Regions from separate parts of the Callithrix jacchus genome. Here region 2 is linked to region 1. Evidence: chromatin contacts called from public Hi-C data. All regions are on one chromosome and are shown on one strand. Each heading gives the region's core, a stretch centred on a gene start, on an enhancer-like site or on the middle of the called end of the contact. The rest is flanking DNA. Distances are from core to core; before and after follow the strand shown.

The links. Hi-C and Micro-C count contacts between places; a contact is called where the count stands out from the background.
Region 2: a contact with region 1 is called in a Hi-C map of skeletal muscle, with 5 times the contacts expected there. The contact joins two enhancer-like sites. A contact is called at or near these places in 2 of 3 Hi-C or Micro-C datasets (both in skeletal muscle).

The regions. Positions count from the first base shown.
Region 1 is chr6:68,848,240-68,852,213 of calJac240_pri, forward strand. No RefSeq gene overlaps it. Among named protein-coding and RNA genes, the nearest start is that of TANK, 170 kb to the left of the region's middle. Within about 2 kb of position 1,717, at least 8 of the 16 cell types and tissues checked have an H3K27ac peak or open chromatin away from gene starts, as enhancers often do. A contact at or near this core is called in skeletal muscle, where this site is marked.
Region 2 is chr6:69,722,369-69,726,342 of calJac240_pri, forward strand. All of the region lies in intron 13 of ITGB6 (integrin subunit beta 6), which reads left to right. Among named protein-coding and RNA genes, the nearest start is that of PLA2R1, 40 kb to the right of the region's middle. Within about 2 kb of position 2,168, at least 1 of the 16 cell types and tissues checked has an H3K27ac peak or open chromatin away from gene starts, as enhancers often do. A contact at or near this core is called in skeletal muscle, where this site is marked.

The DNA of each region.
Region 1 (3,974 bases), core at 467-2,966:
GATTGAAACTCCCAATCTCAAGCTCCCCCTCATCTCATACCTATATAGTATCTGGTCTCCACATCCAATTCTCTGGACTACCCCTTCACTCTCCTGCTCACAAAAGTCAAATTCCATTGTTAATTACATAACGCAAATAAATACTTGATTTACTTTTAACATCAATTCAGCATTAGGCAGGCTTATTATGTATTTATGCATATATATATTTACCCTTTTCTGAGTCATATACCTTAGGGAAGTAGACACTTGGTCTTCTATTCTTGCCTGAACAACACCTGGAATATCAGAAAATGACAGAGTATCATCACTGGAAGGACTTAGAACCCTGGTAATAAACATGTGGCCTGTGGATCAGCAGCATCAGCATTGCCCAGTAGAAAGTGAAACTCTCTGACCCTACCCCAGGCCGAAGAGTTAGAATTTGCATTTTAATAAGATCCCCAGGTGCATATTAAAGTTTTTGAAGCAGAGCTTAACAGCTCATCTGGTTCTTACTCTTACTTTCCAAAGAAAGATACTGAAGCCTAGAGAGAACAAGGCTGGTCTTCCAGGTCAGCTGCAGGTAGGGCTACAACCAGGGTGAGAACCTAGCCTTCTTTCTCCACGGACATTGTGTTCTGCACAGCACCACCTGCCTCCAGCATTTTGGATGACTGTACATCTTAGCCTGTATGGGAAGCATCAACATTTGTCTTAATGCGGTCTTTCTCCAAAAAGACTTCCCTCAATTCTTATTTCCAATATCCCCAGGGATATCCAACTTTCAAAATGCAGACTTCTAAATTTTTATAAAGAAATGAACTAAACACTCTTTGGGGAAATAAAGTTTTTTTTTTCCCCTTGCATTTGTTTACTTCTCTGTAAGCTCCTGAGATGGCTAACACACTAGTTGTTAATCACACCATCTGTTCAAACAGCACTTCTAAATCATTCGATTCATACTTTTCTTTTTAAGGAATTTTTTTTTTCTGAACAATATGTTTGTGCCTGTGTTACTCCCATCATTTGGCAATGCAGTTTGAGCTATTTAAACTTTCCTATTTATTGTCAATGGCTTTTCAATCAGCAAATATTTTTTAAATGTGCATACACCACCAAAAGCTGTGTCTACTAACTTTTCAAACATTGAAAACAGTAGAAAAATCTGTTCCAGTCTGTCTGCTGTCAAATTTTTAACCATCTGATTATATTTCAATGAAGTGTTTAGGAAGATGATTTATCTGGCTGACCCTGGGAAATTTTCCTCATTGGCCCTGAAGATGGCAGTGCTGTGCAATTCAGTACAACTTCTTACCTTTTTTTTTTTTTTTTTCTTCTCCCCTCCTCTAAAAGGAATTTCTGGAATGGCAGAAAGTGGGGGAGGATTCACTAAATCTGAACCTTCTAACACTTAGCATAAACCTCTTCTGAACTCTGGGACAGTTAGGTTTATCTTTGGGTTCCTTTTTGTTGTTGTTGTTTAAAGCTGTATCCAATGCGTTTCCTGTTTCCAGTCCAGATTAGAAATGGAAATAGTTTAAAGGTTATTCTCATATCATGGGTAACCAGGAAGTGCTTATACAGCTTACTGAGAAGCTGATTTTCACAAGACTGCTTAGTTTTAAAAACAAACAAAAAATCTAACAAAGGCCCAATCCAAGATAAGCAGGAGCTAAGAATACTGGCGATTCTGAATTCCTACTGGGACCACATCTCTGGAAGCCTGCCTCTCCTGGTTTCCTTTTCTTAACCACGGAGGCCTGCTGCCTGCTGACATTCTTTACATTTCATTAGCGGGGTCTGGAGAAGTGGGTTTAGAGGGACACATGCTCAGGCTTCAGGCAGGAGAGACCAGAGGGTAATTTCTTGGTCCTGTCATTGTTAGGGTATGGACATGGGAACAGAGGTGGGGACAGGAGTGTGTAGATTCACCCAACTTGTTTTTGGGATTCTCAAAGTTCAGTGACAATTCAGCTAGCCAGAAAACATTTATTAAAAACAATTAGGGGAGAGGGTTTATATTAAGTGTTGTTATGAATAAAAATAACCAGCAATGTTACGTGTCATAAGCCAATTCCCTTGCTAAATATTGTAGCAACATCTCATTTAATCTTCACCCACAACTGTGTGAGATAGGTAATATACTTGTTTTTTAATTTAACATATAAACTGAGGGACAGAGGGGATAGGAAATGTGGTTAAGGTCCTATACTTGTATGTAAAGTTGTTAAGTAAAATGGCCTATGCATTACCTAGGGCACTCCTCAAAGTGTGGTACCTAGACCTACACCATCAGCATCACTGGGGAACTTGTTAAAAAGGCAAATTCTCTGTCTGTACCCTGGACCTGCTAAATCTGAAACACCAGTGGTGGAGCCTGACCATATGTGTTTTAACAAGCCCCCACAAGTGATTCTTATACACATTATTGTATGAAAACCACTGAAGTAGGTAGTTATCTATAGTAACTTGGCAGAAAATGATGGAACTCCAGTGCCAAAATGCATGCTGTGGAAGGAAATTTCTCACTAGTTGCCAGTTTGAAGGATGGACAGGTAGCACAGCACAGCCCTAATGTACGTCCTTGTTTGGGTGAAGGCTGGCTGGTTTTAAACTTGCTTTTACTCATGTCCTTGAGGTGAATGGCATCTTCCAGGAGGACCTTTCTCTCACATCACTTCCCACCACCTATTTTCCCAACCCTCCCCCCAGGCCTGGGGAATTCTTGGCTTTGAGGGGGTGAAGGGATCGGAGATGGAGGTATAAATGAGGACAACTACCAAGAAATCATCTCATTTTCTTCTAAACCTTTCATCTCAGTCTTTGAAAGTCCAAAGCCAGGAAAATATTCCTTTCTTTTCTACTTTCTGTGATCTTATCCTCTATCAGACAATGAGCTTAGAATAGGTAGAATGGAAGGTGAAGAAAGATAAAAGTAGGAAGAATATACTGCTTAGTGTTTCAAAATTATTGCAACACACTGGAATGCAAACTACTAGGTTTTCATATTCCTCCTAAAAATGCCTTGGGCAGAGATTCAGCACACAGAAACTAGAGGTAGCTCTGAGTTGTTGAAAGTGATTTGAGAAGCTCCACTTACATCTTCTTAGATGTAAGAAAAAAATCTTTCTTCTATCAAGGATCTAATGTAACTTGTTTCTTCTTAGAAGTTTGTTCTTTTAAGTAAAGCTGGGCTCTATCTTGGCGTTTATTATTTAGAATGCAAATTTCTTCCTAGAGAATACCCCTTAGTTTGCCAGATGCTTGCTGGGAATACCCTTCTCTTTCTTTCCATCTGTCCTCTCTAAATCCCTCCTTCAGCATCCATCTTAATTCTAAACTATTCTTTTAAATATTTGCTGATCATTCCAGCCAGTATTGCTTTCTGTCTTTTCTTACCACTCATATCACTTACACGTTCACTTTAGAAAACTTCTTTTATACTGCCTTCCTTACTTTATCTTCTATTTCAAGTCAGATAATTTCATGTGTAAACATGTTTTGTCTCCTTTACAATATTATAATTTTTCAGGGATGTGAATCCCTGAAAGATTAAGGAGGAAACATCTTCCTCTCTATCACTTCATGATTACACGAATGCTGAGGTTATTATTTTATATTAAGATTGTGTTATACTGTGGATCTGAATTTGGGACTAGGTCATACCCACACCAGGGATGCACACAGCTGAAAAGTAAGGTTAAGCCTAGTGTCTGTCACTAGGGGAAGGAACATATGTATTAGACCAGCACAGATGGTGCAGGAGAGAGAAAGGGAGTGCTGTCCTGAGCTTAACTTTGAGGGAGGGTTGAGATATCTATGGTGTGTAGAAGTGAAGGGAAGGTGGGGAGATTGTGGTCTTGAGGTGTATTAAAGCCAGTATCTGTCACATAAAGGTGTCTACTTAAAGTTATTTTTAAATGATGCTCAGAGACTTTTTGGGGGTTCCAGAAGTTTCCAGGGAGGCCTCTCAGGGATTACCTTAAGATGAA
Region 2 (3,974 bases), core at 918-3,417, 870 kb after region 1:
GGTCAAGAGTTGGAGACCAGCCTGGCCAGAATGGTGAAATCCCATCTCTACTAAAAATACAAAAATTAGCCAGGGGTGGTGGCACACACCTGTAGTCTCAGCTACTTGGGAGGCTGAAGTAGGAGAATTGCTTGAGCCCAGGAGGTGGAGGTTGCATTGAGCCAAGATAGTGCCACTGCACGGAGCAAGACTCCATCTTAAAAAAAAAAAAAAAAAAAAAAAGACCAGATCAGATGACTTGTAGTTGCACCAGTCATCATCTTCCTAAAAGTTGGCTGATGAATTATAGAAAGGCAAGTGGATTCAATGCAACGTAAGCAAAAGGTGTATCTTTAGAAATGGGTAACAGAGAAGAATGTGTCCATTTTTTCTAAGAGTGTGAATCAGGCAAACCTTGGTTCAAATCCTTCCCCACCATTTCATGGCTGAGTGACATTCTAGAAGACACTTGCATCTCTGAGTCTCTATTTCCTCATCTGTAAAATGGTATAGATAATAGTACTTTTTTCTAAGTGTTGACTCAAGGAGTAATGGCATAATGCACTAAAATAGTGTCAATACCTAACTCAAGTAATAGGTCATTAAATGATAATGCTGAATCAGAAAAGACATAGCAGCAAGTGAGGAAGGATGTCAAGGAATCCATTGCTCCTGTGGATTTTCATCCACACCAACTCATAGAGTCAGTTTGGGACTTGGGAATACCTTAAACACTTTGTATTCAGTGAAAGGGAGAGAGAACTTTATATTTAGTAGAGAAGAAAGTAGGGGAGAAGGTATTAAGACTTTGATTGAGAAGGATTCAAATTTTAGTGGGTATCAGGCTCCATTGAGGAACTTGTTAAAAATGCCTATATCCTGAGGCAGCATCATCTGAGGTGTGGTCCAGGCCTCTGCCTTTTAACAACTACGCTGGCAAGCCTGATACAAAGGGTCCCAAAATCTCCCTGTGAGTGACAGCCCTAACAACACGGACTGTGTTCTCATTTTCTCATAGGTGCCTCATATTTTCTGTCTTTAATTAGTGATGTGTTCCTCCCTGAACCGTTCCTGCAGATATGACAGCTGCATTAAATCAGGCCTCATCAGACCTTGTTCACAAACTCCTCCCCGCAAAAGCATGGAGCCTAAGTTCTGCCACAGACAATAGCGATAAGGCCAGGCCATAAAGCAGATAGATGTGTTTTGTTGTGTGTGCTTCCTTCTCGATGTGCTGATAAAATATCAAATCCTGAACTTGAAACCAAAGGTATCAAATTGGCATCACTTAAGAGCATAAAAACCACACCAATGTCAAGGGAACCAAAACGTAGGTTCAAGACCATTATATCCCAATCAAGAAAACGTATCAGAAAAAAATATCACATTGCAGTTGCTAAGGGCAAGGGAGAAATAGAGGTTGGCACAATCCAAGGAATCTGAAGATGATTGTGAACTTGGCCTTGAAGCTCAGGTATGCAGAGTGCTCCTGGAGACTCGCTCTGGAAAAATCTTATGTAAATCATCTCCTTAGAAATGCATACATAAAATGTGTCTTATGGCCGTTTATTAGGGAAACATAAGGTAAATCCTGCCGTACAAGGAAGAATTACTTTCTAATACCAAAAAAGCCTGCCTGCTCATTATCTGTCTTATAAAATAAAATTCTCCAACTACACTCCTGACCCTTTGTGACTGTGGCAGTGGCTTTAGCAAGTTATCTTGAAATCAAAGCCATCCCTTACAGTATTGATTCTATTGAAAAAGTGAGTTCCAAACAACAAAAACAAATTTCCAGAATAAGTCCTGCTTTTAATTCAGAGAATTTTCTATCTAGTTAGTGATTTTTTTTCAGTGAAACATGCCCTGGGCTAAATGCCTCCTCATTACTGAACTGTTGTCTGTTCTTTTATTCTTCCACACAATGTGAGTGGTACCACAAATGCCATTCTGCAGAGCACGCACAGATGCCCTGATGCTTTTTATTATGGAGTGTTATTATCCCTATGTTTTTGTAGTAGGAAAAAGTGAGGGAAAAATGACCTCCCTGAGGCTTAATAAGAGTCACCTGAAAGCTTCCAGGCTCCCTCTTCCTCAGCAAATGTCTGCATGGTTGAGTAGGCCTGGGGCTTCCAGGAGCCAGCAGAGCGGAACCTGTCCCCGAAGCTCATAGTCTCTCCGGTCTCCCATCTTTCAGACCAGGTAGCCTGGTGGAGGCTTGGGTAGAGGCAGCAAACTGAGACATGAGAAAGGGGAGAGATTGATGATCCCCAGGGTCCTCTAAGCAAATTGAAAAAAGAACTGAGTGAAGGGTCACTACTAGTGTGCTTGTGGACATAAGCACCTTCTTTCATCTTCTTTCTTTCCTCTACCATCTGGAGGGACTTCCAGAGCATAAGAGCCACAATGGAGTCAAGGAATGATAGTTGGGAAGGCTCCCTGGCTGGAAAGTACCAACTGGGGTAGATGCTTTACCCACAGGTTCCAACTTGGAGGCTTCAGGCCCTTGAGGTGACGAGGATAGAAAAGGGGAAAGAGTGCTGTATTTGCTGTATCTATAATAATATTATTATTTTAGCAGCTCTCATTTTTGAACCCTTACTAATACCATTTGCCAGATGTTGTTCTATGTATTTTACATGTATTAATTCGCTTAATATTCTTAACAACCATATTAAAACAGGTACCACTATTATTTTCATTTTAAAGGTAAGGAAATTGAGGCATGGAGATATTAAATAATTTGCTAGGTCTGGCAGTAATTATGTGCCAGAGCTGATGTGGGGAGCTCTAGCAGCCTGGCCAGGAGCCCATGGTCTGAACCACTGTGCTCTACTGCCTCCTACTGGCTGTACAATTATCATACATTTCTGAATTACAAAAAGATGTTAGATCAGCCTCATCCAACAGAACTGCTAGGCAAATCAATATATAATTTAAATTTTTCTAGTAATTACATTAAAAAGTAAAAGAAAGAGGTAAAATGAATTTTATTTACCATGTTATCCAAAATATTGTCATTTCAACATGTAATCAATATAAAAGCTGACATATTTTACATTTTTTTCATACCAAATGTTCAAAATCAGTGTGTATTTCACACATATAGTGTAACCTAATTGGGAAAAGTCACATTTCAAGCACTCAATAGGCACACTAAGCTACCAAATTTGGTAACACACGTAGCAGAGTTAGATACGCAGGACCTTAGAAGTAGGTGCTGCACAAACCTGCACTCGATAGGCAACACGGTACACAGTGATAGAGGTGACCCTCTTCTTCCATGTAAAGCTCAATTTTCAGTCTGAGCATCTCAAGAAACATCAGAGTATGAAAAGTGAAGATTTCTATAGTGTAAGACCTTCTCTGGCACTTGGGCCAAAATCTTTTCTTGAGAAATGGTTAGTTCCTGAAGACTTTCAGTTCTGAAAATAATTATCTCTGCCAGACCACACCCATTCCTTCTTTAGTCCCTCCTGGAGGAGCCTCCTAATGCATGTCCAGGTGCAGGATTGTAGCAAGCTTCTTCTTGCTTTGAGCAGGAACATACTTTGCCCCACCCCAGACATTTCTTAGCCAAAAATGTAGCCAGCATATATTCTCATGATACAAGCCTGCTACTTTATTTGCAGGAATGTTGCTAACCTATTAGAAGCAGCTATGGTTCATTTGCTATGTGAGAATAGAGTCTTTAGATCTTCATACAGTAATAGCTATGTCATTAGCTCCTTTACTTATTTCTGCATAATTTCTTTACATGGTTTCTTGGACAAAGAACAAAAATGTGTGAGACCAGGCATCATGCTGTTAGTGGGTAATTAGTCCCACTCAGATTCACATCGACTCTAGATCCTTACCTTAAAGATAGTATGACTGGTCATATGTGTATAACTGTCCTTATTAAATATCTAAAAGCAGTAAGACTTAGGATAAACTAAGCATGATTCATTTCCTCCCCGGATACCATGGATTTTGCCTCATTTCTTGCAGAGGGA